Linked DNA regions of Rattus norvegicus: all the other regions are linked to region 2. The links are chromatin contacts, called in public Hi-C maps. All regions are on one chromosome and are shown on one strand. Each heading gives the region's core, a stretch centred on a gene start, on an enhancer-like site or on the middle of the called end of the contact. The rest is flanking DNA. Distances are from core to core; before and after follow the strand shown. Region 1 holds the start of Mapkapk3 (MAPK activated protein kinase 3). Region 2 holds the start of Manf (mesencephalic astrocyte-derived neurotrophic factor). Region 3 holds the start of C8h3orf18 (similar to human chromosome 3 open reading frame 18).

Region 1 (3,019 bases), core at 473-2,972, 410 kb before region 2:
CTCCCCCACCTACCTACTCACTCCCTTCCTCTCTTCTCCCTGCCCTGGCATTTCCCTACACTGGGACATTGAGCCTTCACAGGACCAAGGGTCTCTCCTCCCCTTGATGCCAGACAAGGCCGTCCTCTGCTATAAATGCAGCTGGAGCCGTCAGTCGCTTCATGTGAACTCTTTTGTTGGTGGTTTAGTCCCTGGGAGCTCTGGGGTGTCAGTTGGTTGATATTGTTGTTCTTACGGGGTTGCAAACCTCTTCAGCTCCTTCAGTCCTTTCTCTAACTCCTCCATTGGGGACCCTGACCTCAGTCCGATGGTTGGCTGTGAGCATCTGCCTCTGTATTTGTCAGGCATAAGCCTCTCAGGTGTCAGCTACATCAGCCTCCTGTCAGCATGCACTTCTTGGGATCTGCAATAGTGTATGGGTTTGGTGACTGTATTTGAGATAGATCCCCAAGTGGGGCAGTCTCTGGATGGCCTTTCTTTCAGTGTCTGCTCCACATTTTGTCTCTGTATTTCCTCCTGTAAGTATTTTGTTCCCCAGAAGAGGAAATTTTAAAGTTAATAGAGAATCTGTCTTTGGGATGGAAGAAAGGAATTTTAATGTTAATATCGATTGATGATTGATTGATTGATTCATTGAGATTTTGGAGACAGTGTTTCTCCATGTAGCAGTTCTGGTTGTACTGGAACATCTCTTTGTAGGCCAGGTTGGCCTCAAACTGACTGAGATCAGCTTTCCTCTGCCTTCAGAGTGCTAGGCTAATTTTATTTTATTTTTTAAAAACATAGCCTCAGGGTTGGGGATTTAGCTCAGTGGTAGAGCGTTTGCCTAGAAAGCGCAAGTCCCGGGTTCGGTCCTCAGCTCCGAAAAAAAGAAAGAAAGAAAAAAAAAACCAACCAACCAACCAAACAAACAAACAAAAAAAAAAAACATAGCCTCACGATGTAGCCTAGGTTAGCCTCCTAATCCTCCTGCCTAAGCCTTCCTCGTGCTGCAATTACTGGTGTTCATCACCAGGGCCAGTGGCTTGAAATAGAATCTAAAGCTCAAATCATGACAAAGTGAAAAGTTGATGCAACTGACCAATGGGAAATCAAGATTTCTGGGTCAAGAACGGCCCAGGTATGTTCAACTTACGGCTGCAGGCTGTAAGAGGTCCAGGAAAGCACGAGTGTGGCCCAATACATTTGCGACAAGTGAGTTGCAAAGTCAAAAGTTTGGTGTATAGAAAGGAAAGCTGGCCAGTGTTAGACAGATGCCCTAAACCACCAGGGAATGAAGAGTTGCGAATTGAACAACCACATGTCCCAGGGCAGACTGACAAAAAAATTCAGAAGTTGAATTCTGAAGCGCTTAGCTATCTGGAAAGTTGGGAGTCTAAACCGCCCCCTGGCAGCAAGCAAAAAGAACACTTCACTCAAGAGCCCTCAAGAGAAACAAAATGTCGTGTGCTGTAACTTTTCAAGATCAGGGATAAAATCCGAGGCTGGTACAACAGTTGGAGGAGTTCCTACCAGTGTCACAGGGCGCTGAGAAAGTTACAGACACTTGAGGAGGCTACGCCCCATTTTGTCCCGACTCAGGGGCGGAGCTTGCCAGGGGCTCTGCCTTGGCCAACCCAGCCTGGACTTGTCTGGCCCTTTAAGGCTGACCTAGCGGGGCCCCAAGTCCAGATGACGCGCCCAGAAGGGGGATGGGGGGTCACGTGGGGCGCGGACCGCGAGACTCTGGGTCCAGGGCTCCCCTCCGCAGCGGACTCCAGGCCTCACTATCTCTTGCCCCTCTCGCCTACAACATGACTTCCGTCTAGTGCTTTGCCATCAAGTGCGCCTTCGCCTGGCACGCCTTTCCTGGGCCCCTATATGGCCGTTTCTCAAGACCTGGCTGCTTCACTGCGCCGGACTCCTCAACTCCACATGTGCCTGGGCTGAGGGATCACCTCCCCCTGCTGTACGTAGGTACTCTCAGGCAGTTTCCAGCTTGTCTTGGCCCAGCAGCCCAGTCAATCTAGTTCTGGAGAAACCAAAGCTGGGGTGTGTCCAAAAAGTCTCGATGGGGAGTGACTCTTTCCCTTTCCTTCAGGTGCCTCTGGACGTGCCAGGCTGGGGCTACCTACAAGCGCCCCGTGGGGGCCATGGATGGCGAGACGGCGGGGGAGAAGGGGAGTCTTGTGCCCCAGCCAGGTGCGCTCGGTGCGCCCGCCTTGGGCGGTGCTCCGGCCCCAGGTGTGCGACGGGAACCCAAGAAGTACGCGGTGACTGATGACTACCAGTTGTCCAAGCAAGTGCTGGGTCTGGGTGTGAACGGCAAGGTACTAGAGTGCTACCATCGGCGCTCTGGGCAGAAGTGTGCCTTGAAGGTTAGTGACCCATCATCTCTCGGAGGGCTGGGATGACCTGGAGGGTCCAACAGCAGATACCTGTGGGTGTATCTATATTCGGGGCCTCTATTAAACATCTACACTCAGCATCATGTTTTATTTTTATACTCTTCCTCTAGCGTCAGACTCATGGTCCTCTCAGCCTCACACATGCGGAAACAGGCTAACACAGGCTGACCTACCTAAGCTCAGGGTGGGTCCCAAAGAGCAAGGGGGAGGAGTCAGTGTGAGTAGAGCTGTTGTACCGGAAGGCAGGAGGGAGTGGCTGTGCGCTGTGGTTCTGGTTTGGGCTTGTGTTTAGGCGCAAAGGATGCTCTTACTCTTAGCCATCCTCTGCAATTAGCTCCTGCTACAGGAATGGGTCTAAGTTTCCCTCTGCTTGAGGGCTGAGCTCCCAAGGCTCAGAATGGGGTTGCTTCCTCCTCACGGCTTCCGACTGCTGAGGCAGGACTATAAGCCTCTTTGACTGCTGGGCTCTTGATGAGTTGGTGGACCCTTGTGGAAAGGGGCAAACTTTGCTCCTAGGCTGACCCACCCCGGGCAGACGATGAGGAACCACTTACCATATCATACTCCCTAGAGGCTGGCACATTGATGTAGGTGGAAGGGGGAGTGGCTTGGAGTAGTTGATCTCACTACCT
Region 2 (3,352 bases), core at 740-3,239:
ATGAGCAGGTACGTTGCTCCCCTAGTCCCTTTAACTCGTTGGCCTTCTGGCCTGCTATGGCCACATTCTGACCCCTAGCTGCTCATCCCTTCTCCACAATTCTTTCCAAACAGAAAGACCCATGGTCGCAGTGTTTTTCCTTATAAACAAGTTTAATAGAACTGCCAGCAAATAACCTATGGAGAAGGAAGAAGGCCCATTTCCGTTCAGAGTTGGGGCCCAGTTACCAACAGTGTTGGGCTTTCTGATACCCTCAGAATCATTCAGGCAGAGCAGAGCAGAGACTGCTCCAATGGCCCCAGCTCCCAGGGCCCAGACTCACTGGCGAGCTTGTCTCTGGACCATCTGGGTTCACAGGTATGAGCGTCAAGTCTAGCTTTGAATGTGATTCTTAGGTAGGGTGGCTTTAGGTTTCCAGGCATGTCTGACCCTCAGTCCGAGGAGGCAGCCAGTCATCACATGAAGACATCTCCCTTCTCCACTTGATGGCACAGGAGGGAGGGAGGGGAATGTAGGGTGAAGTTCCTTGGCCTTGCTTTACGCGAGGTGAAATATATTTGTGTTGCACCTCTTCATTTTCCCTAACTGGATGAAATGGACCTATTCTGAATACTTTTTATTGAAAAACCAGCCAGTGTGAGGGAAATGGGAGGCCAGAGATCAGAATCCTTTGAAAAGATTGTGAAATACTGATTTTCATTCTTTAAAGCGTATTTGTAAATACCTATTTGAATGCTGTGTATTTGTACAGGAATTTGAGCAAAAAATGTATAGAGTGTGTCTAATTGGTAATAAGCCTATAAATGTGTTTTTAACCTCTGGCATTCTGTGCTTATTTAAAACAAAAAACTTCCAACCATCTCTTTTGTGTATTCATGTCTAAAGAAAAACTGACTTAAAATGATCTTACCTGTACCAGAAAAGTTAAAGAAAAAAATTTGTGCCAGTGTCCCAAGAGGCATTTTACTGTATATATTGTGGTAGCATGTTATAAATCCAACAAGAAATGTGACTTTTAGATGTAAATATCTGGCAATTGACTCGCCCCATCCCTTGACTGCTGTTATGTGAATTAAAGATTAATACCTGATATTGATCCACTGATTTCAATGTATGGGAGCATAAGTGCCCCTCTCAAACCCCTGTCGCCGGGCTCCAAGCCCTTTTAGCTCCAGATACCTTTCTGCACGTAGTCGGCCGCTCTCCGTATTCTGCCTTCCAGGGCGAGTGGCCAAAGCCACTTAAGTTAGCATTAGGGCAGTCTAAGCGGTAACGTCTCCAATTCTCATCCGTGCGTCTCCAAGAGTGGAGAACAAAACCTCCCAAGATCCCATGGCCTCAGTTGGGAAGCTAGACCAACGCCCCTGTTCGCAGCCTTGTCGCGAGGTCCTCATAAGTCCAGGACAGCAGCCGACTAGGCAGGTCTAGAGCCTTTCGTTTAAGAGGTTTCCGCAGTCTATCCCAGGATAAAGCGGGGTCTGGGCAGCCGGCGAATGAAAGTGGACGCTTTCCAAGATTGGTTCGTCAATTCACGTGGTAGTTCAAAACAAGAAACTGCTTCTGACCCTTGCTCGCGCCGCCTATCCTGCTAGCTATGGGCAGACGCCAGAAATCCTGCTCTACTACTCCCGGGCTTGGGAGGAGAGTGGGTGTGAAACCAAGACTTGGTATTCAGGTCGAGTCAATAGATTGAAAGGGTAAGGGATAAGCAGCCAAAGTAGCTGCCCTTACCCAACATGGCTGGCCGTGCACCTTCCGCCCAACCGCTTCCTATGGACCGCCCAGGCTCAATCAGCAACCGACAACTGTCTAGGGCCCAGACACCACCAGCCAATAAGGGAGAGTAGCGTGGAGTCGCCGGTCTGGGCTCCTGGGCACGTGGACCAATGAGGATGTGGCATATGGGTGGGCGCGGGGGCCGCATGCCAATGGGAAGCTCCGGTTTGTGTTCCAGCCCACTAGGCGGAGCACCGCGCCGGGTGCGGTTCATTCGCGCGGCGGCGGCGGTGGTGGCGACTGCCGAGAAGGATGTGGGCTACGCGCGGGCTGGCGGTAGCGCTGGCCCTGAGCGTTCTGCCTGACAGTCGGGCGCTACGGCCAGGCGACTGCGAAGGTGCGGGGGGCCGGGTGGGGGCGGCCTGGAGGCGCTAAACCCAACGAAACCGAGAGGGTGAGGGCGACGGCCCATCCCGGAGAGTCCGCTGGAGAAAGGGCCTCAGAGTTATTTCCCGGGCCTAGGAACGTTGACCCATTTAGGGGAACGCGACGGTTCAGTCGCGTTGAAAACTTGGCCGGCAGCCCACATCGCGGGAGTTTTTGTCCTTTCCCATCACTTTTGAAATTATAGATAGGGATCCTGTGGGCCGCAACCGCGTCGGGGTTACTAAACTGCACTTAGGGGGTTCAGTGTATTCGGAATAAGGAGCGTTTTGATCGTTTGCTTCAGCCTCCAATCTGTCCCTTATGAGGTCACAGTGAGTTCCCTCAAGGACACGTGTCCACTCTCGGCTTAAACTTGAAAAGAGCAGAGAGGGTTATGTGGGGGTCACTTGGGGAATATTCATTCCCATCATGCACTGGGTTCCAGGACCCCAGCAACCTAAGGGTTCTGTGCACTTGTGAGTACCTGAGAAAAAAACATTTTAATCCCTTCTTTTCAAAACTGCTGACAGGGTTTCTTCCTGGGGAAATAGTAACTATTTAACATCTCCCTCTTTTCCAGTTTGTATTTCTTATCTGGGGAGATTTTACCAGGACCTCAAAGACAGGGATGTCACATTTTCACCAGCCACTATTGAAGAAGAACTTATAAAGTTCTGCCGGGAAGCAAGAGGCAAAGAAAATCGGTTGGTAAGTAGCTGGTGACCCACCCAAGCTGTCCCTGGCTCGTGTGTACTGTCTACTTTATGATGGGACATGTATGTAAACTAATGTGAGGATTAAGTGGTTTTACCCTCTACTTATTAAACATCTACTATAAGCTGAATATTGGTAATACCAGGAGAGAAAAATGGCAGGCAGTTGCAACGCAGTGAATGGCATGGCCATGAAGAAAATGCGCTAGGATCGTTTGGTGGGTAGGTGGGTGTGAGCTATCAGAGAAGTAGCTCTAGGTATCGCAGAAGAAGGGGATCATGAAGGAGTGAGCACATCCAGGCAATGAGTGCCCCAAAGGCCAGAAAGAATTTGGTGTGTTTGGGATCAGAAGTAGTTGGCTAGGTGCCCCAAAATGGCCAGGGCCAAGTTAAGGTCAAGAGCCCTGGTGAAGCATCAGCTTTTGTAGCTTTAGTTTCCATGGTAGTCTCTCATTGGAACGCTAATGACTCCTATATTCCTATACTCGTCTGGAAAC
Region 3 (2,928 bases), core at 57-2,556, 460 kb before region 2:
CTTCCCCTACCCCTATCTTCTCACTCTGCATCCTACATCCCTCATTCTGCTTGGGAATCGCCTGCCTAAGATTCAGAGAGACCTGGTATAGCCTCAGGCAAGTCACCCCTCTTCACTCTGTTTAGTTTTTCTCAAAGTGGGAAATAATGAAGAACAACCCCATGATGTTGTAGGGCTAACGGCATGTCAGAATGAACAAGTCCCCATGGGGGGCGGAACCTAGCCCAGCACAATGCCTGTCCACAAAGGCATCCGGTAAATGTTCCAAATCCCCATCACTACCACTGACAACCCAGGAGGAGTTGAGCACATCAGTCTCTGGACAGAGTTGGCTGTGAGACCCAGGCTGTGGTTGGGGCTAGGGTGGGGCTGGTGTGGAAACACCAAGAGGCAGGAAGGATAGGCTGAGCTAGATCCTCTGGCAAGGCAGTTGGCAGGGGTGGTCCAAGAAGTAAGGCACTGAGTTATATCTTCAGAGGCAATGATGGAATACCCACTTTGAAACACCTATTTCCCTCCTATTTTGGAAGCAGAGGATGGGAGATCACACAGCTTCTGTGGGTCTTGGGTAAAGCGGGGTGGGGATGAGTCTTAGCCGTGCTGCAGAAGGGGCAGACCTAGAAAGAGAAAGGATTGATTACTAGCTTATGGCTACATATATGTTTCTCCTTGTGGCTCATAGGTGTACGCGGGATGCCTCCTCTTGCAGGTGTGCATATATGTGTGAGAAGTGTGCACATATCGTTCATGGTCCCTTAGGAAGGAGCAAAGCTGGCAGAGGATCATGCATGGAGTAGACGCATTCCCTTCTGTCCTCTCCAGCTTGGCTCAGCAAGAAGTCTCAGGTTCTCTTCTGGGCTCTGCCACTGATCCCAGCCATGACCTTGGACCAGACCCTTAATTTGCTCTGAGTCTGTTTATTACTGGCCAAAAAGGAGAGAAGCCATCCTGACGACTATTTTCTTGGCCTGCCTCGGGGTCCAACGGGGAAGGGAAGAACAACCGGAGTACAAGTGGTGGGCACCATGACCTCCAAGAAGATGAATGCCATCAGGTCTTATTCCCCCCCTATCTCAATCCCCACGCCCGCCTCCACGACCCTGTGATTCCTCCATTCCTGTGAAGCAGCCGATCTCAGCACTTACTTAATCCTCTCCGGGGCGCCGAGCTCAGTCTGAGAAGCTAAGGGTGGTAGCGACGGGCAGGAGGCGTGGGCGCGGGGAACACCCAGGCCCGGGCGTAGGGGGCGACAGGTCGGACTCAAGTAAGGTCCGCCTTGCGAGCGAGCAGGAATCAGCTAGTATTAGCCTGCGCCGGCTGACAACCTGAGCTGGGGTGGGCTGGGCCCCGACCACGGAGGGGGTGGGGCTGAGATGAGCAGCCTCGGGGGATCCCCAGGAGCCGGAGTACCTTGCCTCCCGGCCCTCTCCGCGCCCCCGGACCTTGATTGGCTGCCGCGCCTAAAGGCCGACCAGCATTGGCTCACTCGCCTGTCGCTCGGATATAGCTCCGCTCCCAGCGGGAGCTTGGAGCTGAAACCGGACAGCTAAAAGAGATTCTCTGAGAATACCTCTAACCCTGGTGGCCTGCCGGAAGTTGGGCAGTGGACCGTAGGTAGCCAGGCCCTTTCTGGGCCAGAATTCTGGCTCCCGGACAGCTCCACCCGCACTGGGGCAGACTTGTAAGCAAAAAAATATAGGTACAGAGATTTGATAAGAGCACCACCAGACTTGGAGTATTTGAAACCTAAAACGAACTCAGTTTGATCTTCTATTGAGCTTATGACCTTGAGCAGCAAATTGCTTCTCTTCTTTTGTCTCAGTTTCCTGCCTTATAGGAACTCTGATGAAAGGGCGTTTTGGTAAATGACTCCAACTATGGGGAAGACTCTTCAGTGCGAAGACGCGTTGGGAACAGAATGGAATTATCTGCATGATAGCCCACCTATACCTCTCATAATAGCTTTCATTCACAGCAAAATTTATCTCAGAACAGAAGTACCAATTTCCTAAACCCCAGAGCTGAACCCCCCCCCAACCACTTAAAGCTACCCCCACCCAGTCACCTAAACACTGTTGCCCAGGATAGCCTGATACTATGTTGCCCAGGTTGGTCTTGAACCAAGGCAATTCTCCACCTCCTGGGTGCTTGGGTTTTAATGCTTAATTTTATGTGTAAGGATGTTTTGTTTGCATACATATGTGTGCACTACATATGTGTCTGGTGCTCAAGGAAGCCAGAAGAGGGCACTGGATCCTCTGGTACTGGAGTTACAGACTGCTGTTAGCCTCCATGTAGGTGCTCAGAATTGAACCTGGCTTCTCTGGAAAAGCAGGCAGTGCTCTTAACCAATGAAACAACGTTCTGGAACCCCTTGTACTGGGACTTATAGGTGTGCATCAGTACACCCAATTCCCAGCCCCTCTCCCTTTTTACTCCAATATTTTATTTTTTGAAGTAGGGTTTCATGTAGCCCAGTCTGGCCATGAAAAATAAGCTTCTGGTTTCCATGCCTCCACCAGCTGAAAATTGGGACTTATTAGTGTGTGTTACCAAACCCCATTTATGGGCACCAAACCCAGAATTGTGTGAATCTGGATTGGTGAGCACATCAATTGAGCTACTACATAAACTATTATTCTTAAATATTTTATTTTATTTCTTAAAATTATGTGTATGAATGTTTGGATGGGTATGTGTACATGGGTGCTTGGAACTGAATCCAGTTCTCTGCAAGAGCAATATGTGCTCCTCACCACTGAGCCATCTCTTCAAGGTCCCTTCCCATCTTTTAAATTTTACTAAATTACTCAGGGTGTCTTTGAATTTATGATCCTCTTGCTTCAGCTCCTCCAGTAGCTGCGATTATGTGCCCGCACAACCAGGTCCTGTAAAATGTTATGAACATTATAAAAGATACAACTGAAG

Evidence for each region. Hi-C and Micro-C count contacts between places; a contact is called where the count stands out from the background.
Region 1: a Hi-C map of liver shows a contact between it and region 2, with 4 times the contacts expected there. The contact joins the promoter of Mapkapk3 here to the promoter of Manf in region 2. A contact is called at or near these places in 11 of 12 Hi-C or Micro-C datasets (the A7r5 cell line, the Rat2 cell line, Schwann cells and 6 more) and 1 of 1 datasets of contacts at active chromatin or transcription factors (oligodendrocytes).
Region 3: a Hi-C map of kidney shows a contact between it and region 2, with 2.7 times the contacts expected there. The contact joins the promoter of C8h3orf18 here to the promoter of Manf in region 2. A contact is called at or near these places in 7 of 12 Hi-C or Micro-C datasets (frontal cortex, hepatocytes, kidney and 2 more) and 1 of 1 datasets of contacts at active chromatin or transcription factors (oligodendrocytes).

Annotation. Positions count from the first base shown.
Region 1 is chr8:116,840,931-116,843,949 of GRCr8, reverse strand. Mapkapk3 (MAPK activated protein kinase 3) reads left to right here and starts at 1,722. Exons shown (of 11, transcript NM_001012127.1): 1 at 1,722-1,952; 2 at 2,081-2,357. The coding sequence starts at 2,133. It also overlaps the pseudogene Rpsa-ps9.
Region 2 is chr8:116,428,896-116,432,247 of GRCr8, reverse strand. Manf (mesencephalic astrocyte-derived neurotrophic factor) reads left to right here and starts at 1,989. Exons shown (of 4, transcript NM_001401064.1): 1 at 1,989-2,113; 2 at 2,723-2,850. The coding sequence starts at 2,029. It overlaps Dock3 (dedicator of cyto-kinesis 3), which reads left to right. Exons shown (of 53, transcript NM_001108184.2): 53 at 1-1,090.
Region 3 is chr8:116,889,688-116,892,615 of GRCr8, reverse strand. C8h3orf18 (similar to human chromosome 3 open reading frame 18) reads right to left here and starts at 1,306. Exons shown (of 6, transcript NM_001106854.2): 1 at 1,146-1,306; 2 at 498-617.